Linked DNA regions of Mus musculus: region 2 is linked to region 1. Evidence: chromatin contacts called from public Hi-C data. All regions are on one chromosome and are shown on one strand. Each heading gives the region's core, a stretch centred on a gene start, on an enhancer-like site or on the middle of the called end of the contact. The rest is flanking DNA. Distances are from core to core; before and after follow the strand shown. Region 1 overlaps Igsf5 (immunoglobulin superfamily, member 5). Region 2 holds the start of Pcp4 (Purkinje cell protein 4).

Evidence for each region. Hi-C and Micro-C count contacts between places; a contact is called where the count stands out from the background.
Region 2: a contact with region 1 is called in a Hi-C map of the N1E-115 cell line, with 10 times the contacts expected there. The contact joins the promoter of Pcp4 here to the enhancer-like site in region 1. A contact is called at or near these places in 7 of 39 promoter capture datasets (the C10 cell line, cranial neural crest, embryonic stem cells and 4 more), 5 of 484 Hi-C or Micro-C datasets (ECoMG myeloid progenitors, the N1E-115 cell line, cardiomyocytes and 2 more) and 1 of 9 other capture datasets (adipose tissue).

The regions. Positions count from the first base shown.
Region 1 is chr16:96,398,228-96,400,994 of GRCm38.p6, reverse strand. The region is part of intron 8 of Igsf5 (immunoglobulin superfamily, member 5); the gene reads right to left. Among named protein-coding and RNA genes, the nearest start is that of Gm32358, 27 kb to the left of the region's middle. Within about 2 kb of position 1,319, at least 15 of the 459 cell types and tissues checked have an H3K27ac peak or open chromatin away from gene starts, as enhancers often do. A contact at or near this core is called in the N1E-115 cell line and hippocampal neurons, where this site is marked.
Region 2 is chr16:96,466,338-96,469,037 of GRCm38.p6, reverse strand. Pcp4 (Purkinje cell protein 4) reads right to left here and starts at 1,432. Exons shown (of 3, transcript NM_008791.3): 1 at 1,248-1,432. The coding sequence starts at 1,256.

The DNA.
Region 1 (2,767 bases), core at 70-2,569:
ACATGTGGGCAAAAACACCCATACACATAAAACAAATAAATCTTGAATACTCCAATACTCTAGGAAGACCCCACGTGGGGTTGAACAAAAAGGAGTTCCGGGCAATGGGGGATTAAGCAGTTCTGAAAGTCTATATCTTGCACCATTGATAAAGCTTACCATCCTCTGCGGTGATCCACAGCAGCCACTGTCCTACTTAAGATTCTGGCCACAGTGGCTAGCTTTCTACAGCCCCCTAACACTCTGTCCTTGTGACAATCCTTACCCTTAGAAGTCTTAAAAGGGCCTCTGCACTGAAACTATCAGAAAATGATGAAGGGCTTGACTCAAGAGCATCACCCTCACATATCTACTCCATGGCATTGGACAATAGCACTCTAGACTTCAACTGGAAAGACAAAGAACAGGAAAGAGTTGCGGGAGCTGCTCTGTCAGATGGGGTCTCTCAGCCTTCCAAAAGTGAGCCTGCCGCAGGGTAACTGTTGGATATAGGCTGTGATTAGAGTCATGCCACATAGTCCAGGATGAAGATACATATGTAGCAGCTTTCACCAGCCTAGAGATGGAGACTCAGGTGTGTGGTGCTCAGAGGTACTGGAAGCTGGGGCATTGACAGGAAACCTCCAAATAGCCCCCAAATGCTGCCATCTATTGAGCTGTACGTAGCCCTGAGCTCCTGCTTGGCAGTTGCTGTGCTGTTTACAGAGCCAAGCTTTTGCCTGCTCCAAGTCCTATTAGCAACAAGCAGGAGCCTCTGTTGCCGGTAGCACCCTGTGTCTCTATGGATAAGCCATTTTTCTGGCCCAATGAGCTCCTCAGTAACCCAGATGAGGAAGAGTACTGGCTGCAGGCCGGCTCACAGCTAGAGAGCTCAGTTTAGACTACAGCCCTTTCAGACTATGATCTGGATGAAAGAGGGGGCCGGGTCCTCAAAACAGTACAGCTTGTAGTCAATAACCCTGAACCCTGACTAGCCAGCATCCTAAGCTGGAGAAGAGCTGGAGGCCAGGGCATGTACAGAAATGCCCTCGTAGTAAAGGGGGGGGGGGGGCCTGTGACAAACTGGAGCCACACTGAAGCCTCAGAAGAAACAGAGAAAAGACAAGGGTACACTCTCAGCCACATTTCCTACCTTGCCAGGGTAAACTGGAAACAGATCAGTGCTGAGTGGAAGAGGGCTGGAGGATGGACGGTACACAGACTATAACATCCTTACAGGAGACAAAAGCTCTGAGAAACACTGCCCATCACCCTCAGGAGACTCCCAGACTGAACTGAGCTGAGGGACCTGGCATTCATGAAGTGCTACAATGTTTGAAGTACTAGTGTTTGAAGTGCTACAATGCTTTTACCTGGCCTTCTGTCCAAGCAACAACAAGAGTATCTTACACACCACACTTGCAGCTGGGTGGCAGGGAGCCCCTCAGCAGCCTGTCCTTATCAACTCATGATCCAACTCAGGGCGAGCCACCAGGACTGGACATAAAACACTCTCCACAGCCTGCGCACTGTTCCCGTTAACTGCCACCTCTTGGTTACCAGATGAGTGCTTCTAAAGAAACCCTGTCTCCTCTGCAACCCCAGCCCCCCTCCCCGCTTCGTCCAGATCCATCCAAAGATGCACAAGTCCAGGATCTGCTGTAATGAGAAAAACTGATCTCTTTGTTTCCCTGCCACTTAGCTTGAGGAAGTGACTGCAGTGTGTACTAGGAGTTAGTACTCTGTCACTGAGACCCACCTTCATTTGTGCCACAGTCCCACCCCTACCACCCCCGCCCTGCCCCCATATCCTCTGCTGGCTTTCTGTGTCCCCCTAACAAGATTTAAGTTTCCATGTTATCTAACTGAGCATCAGCAGACCCTCCTACCCACTTAAAGCCTGAAAGGTCTGTGTCATTAGCAGAATGCAGGCAGGCAGCTGGATCCCAGAGATGGGGAGACAAAACACAGTCCAGAGGTTGCCTGGAAATATAAGTCAATCCATTATGTCCAAAAAGAATAATCAGGGACCACAAAGACAACACACTCGATGCCACCGCCACAAGGCAACAGCAGTCACTGCACAGATCAAACCATACCGTGAGTGATTTAGAGGTCTGGAGCAGCTTCTTCAAAAGGAATGAGAAGAGAATGCCTCCTACCTGGGGACCTCAGGGCATGCATCTTTCTAGGAGTTTCACTTGTACAGGTCAGAGAAAGTTGATGGTTATGTTTTGCCAATTTTTAAGATATAAAATATTTCCTCCATATTAACTCCAACTGACACATGTATGACAACCAGTGCTGACTCTGTATTAGAAAAGGAGCATACTGTGTTCTCACAGTTTAATTATTGTCTTGTCCAGCAAACACGACAGACTTACACATTCAACTGCACGCTGAGTCTCCATGATGACATCTCATGGAGACCTCAGAAGCATTCCACATTTGCTCTTTCTACCCAAACCCTGTCTCTTAGCAATCTGACAGTGACAGCTCCAACCTCCAAGAGGTTCCAAACATATTCCTGACCAAGGACTTTCCCCATCTCCACCCAAACTCCAGTCCCAACCAGATCTTCCCCACTCTCAACCTCATGGCCACAGACCTTATATGCATAGCAAACCACACTTATTCTCCTGACTTTCAAACCCAGCACCCAGCATTCTTCCAAGAGACAAAGGGCCCAAGGGCCCAGTGTAGGTGTGCATTACACAGATTCAGGTAGCCAGGACCGCAGAGCTAACTCAGGTCTTAGAGACTCCATCTAAGAGAACAAACTGCAAGT
Region 2 (2,700 bases), core at 183-2,682, 68 kb before region 1:
TCAGTTTCCTCCTCTGTCACCGACTGCCCAGGATATGGAGAGGCTCACAGAAGGGGACACATGTGGGAGTGCTTGGCACTGCTCTCAGCATTTACACCATGAGGCAACCAATGGCTGTCACTGTGGCTTCTGTTCCCAGGGTTGCCAGGAGACTCCCATCTCCCAGCCCAGATCCACCCTCCTCCTCCCCCAAGCTCTTGGCTCTCTCCCAAGTCCTGTGCCTGGGTGCTGCACCACCTTGCCCTTCTGCCTGTTGTTTGGATCCAAAGCTGTCCATAGAGGAGAGAGGAGCTGCGAGGAGACATTTGATTTCTGAAGTTGTTAATTCTACTCTAGACTTCCAAAAAAAGATCACCCATCTGTCAAACATTTTTTTTAAATAAAATACAAAGAAGATAACAGATCTTTCACAGTAATTAAGTATCAAGTGAGAGGAAATGAAAACAGACTTGGCTGGGCATCTAGTTGAAGAGGATAGCACTGTGTAACCCCAAATCTTGTGGGAGAGATTACAGTTGCTTTTTAAAAGAAAAATATGCAAGCCACCAGCTTGTATATTCTATATACATTTAATCAGAAAAGGGTCTTGGGTTTAAAATGAGCTCTTTTGCCAACACTCCCTGATGCCTCAGAGGTAGCAGTTTCTCTCTCTCTCTCTCTCTCTCTCTCTCTCTCTCTCTCTCTCTCACACACACACACACACACACACACACACACACTCAAGCTTGGACTCCGAATGTTTTCCAGGGCTCTGATTAACTGATTAACTGCAAGCCCTGTCACAGACAATGATTCTGCAAGAGCTGCACTTAGGCACAAATCCTAACCCCCTTCCCCACCTCTTTTCTGAGACCGGATTTCCCAGGTGGCTAGCACTGTCTGCTAACATTCAGATTGTATCCCAAGGAAACACGTGAGGACGCACTCCCTGGAGAAAGCACAAATATTCATGAAAGAATCAAATAACTGGCTTTCTCTTCAGAGGTACAAAATCCTAAGTCATAGATCAGAAACAATATACCTACATCCCTTTCTCTTTCTAAGGCTAATTTCAAAAGTTGCAAACTTAGCAAATTTCTACACTGCATTCAAACAAAGCTATCAAGACAGCCTATGCTCAAAGCAAATAATAACAGGATCCATCTACCCCTCAGCCCCACTGGGCACCTTTTGGGTTTCTGAGAATCCCACAGGGGCAGAGCCTTCTCACTCTGCGGTTTCCCTGTGAGAGTGGAAGGATTGCTCACCTCACTCATGTTGGCCTGACTCCGCAGCTAGGTCCCACAGAACAGCTCAGAAGGCAATGCTCAGGGGTGGCTGCTTCCCTGGTCCTGGCTTTTCTCTTAAAAAGAGCTGCTGGGTGGCATCATGCCTCCCGCCAACCAATGAGAGGCATTCACCTGTCTGAACGCCTGCAGACATCCGAGAGCGCAAAGAGCCACCTAGTGGAGCACAGTGGAACTGCGTGGCAGGTCTCTGCTCCGTTTCCATCCAGGAACCAAGGAATTTGCTGCACACCAAAGCATCCACCCTAAAAGGATTCTATACCCTGCTGCAGAGATACTTGGTCATCCATGATCATGGCTGATCAGGTCACAATAGCAAGGAAAGAGACTCGTTCTAGATGCCCATCAGCAGTCAAAAGGATAATCAAGCTGCAGTATAGAAGATTTTAAGCCATTAAAAAACGGGGGAAGGGGGGAAATCATGACATTTGCAGCAAGATGGAAGAAAATGGGAAATATTACAGCAAGTGAGGTACGCCAGACTCAGAAGGACAAATTTCCCTGCTCATATGGAGATCCTGACTTCAACTTTTTACTGATGTGTTTATTTGAATGAGGGTGGGTTCAAGGGGTGGGGGTGGGGAGGGTAAACTACGACTTGTGATATGAGATTGAACAGGGAATACTGGGGATAGAAAGAAATAAATGGGGAGGAGGGGCAAGAAATGGTGGAGAAGAAGGGGTGGGGACAGCCAACTGAAACTCAAGACGTTTGAAATGCCACAAGGAAACCTGTTGCTTTGGAAGGTTTTATTTATTTTTATTTTTTTAATTTAAAGGAGAGAGAAACATAACAGTCACAGGCACACTGATGGTCACAGGACTGCCCCTGCCGATGGACTGGGAGGTGCAGGACTCACACCCTCTGGGACTGTATCTTACATGTCTATAATTGACAGACTCTGTTTCTCATTGAAGAGCAATGGGAAACTTTGTATGGAGTGGTTCTTATCCCTCTGGGCTCCCAGCTGTTCCCGGCCCCCTTTGGGGGCACCAGCTTCAGACTTTAGAGTTGACCACCCTCTGTTTAGAGTCCCCCCCCCAATCTGTCTGTCTGCTTGGACCCTAGAGTGGAAGGACATGTCTGTAGTGACCTTTGGAGTCCAGCAGTCTTGAATCCCACTTGGCAGTGACATGAGAGAAAACATCTGTTTTCACTTAGGGTTGTGACAGCCCCACCTAGGGACAGGACCCCATAAAAGGTCTCCTCACTTTGGCCCTGATGAGCCATTGGGGAAAGCAGCTCCTTTTTATACCTCTCAGTCCAGACCTTGTGAGCCTGGAAGTGTGGTGTCTGCCAGATAAGCAGCATTAGAGTGTATGCCCCAGCTGATCATGGTGAATATCAACATGACTAGCAAGACCATGTTGAGGGCCCCCCAAACCTTCCTTGGTGCCCCCAATACCTGTCCCA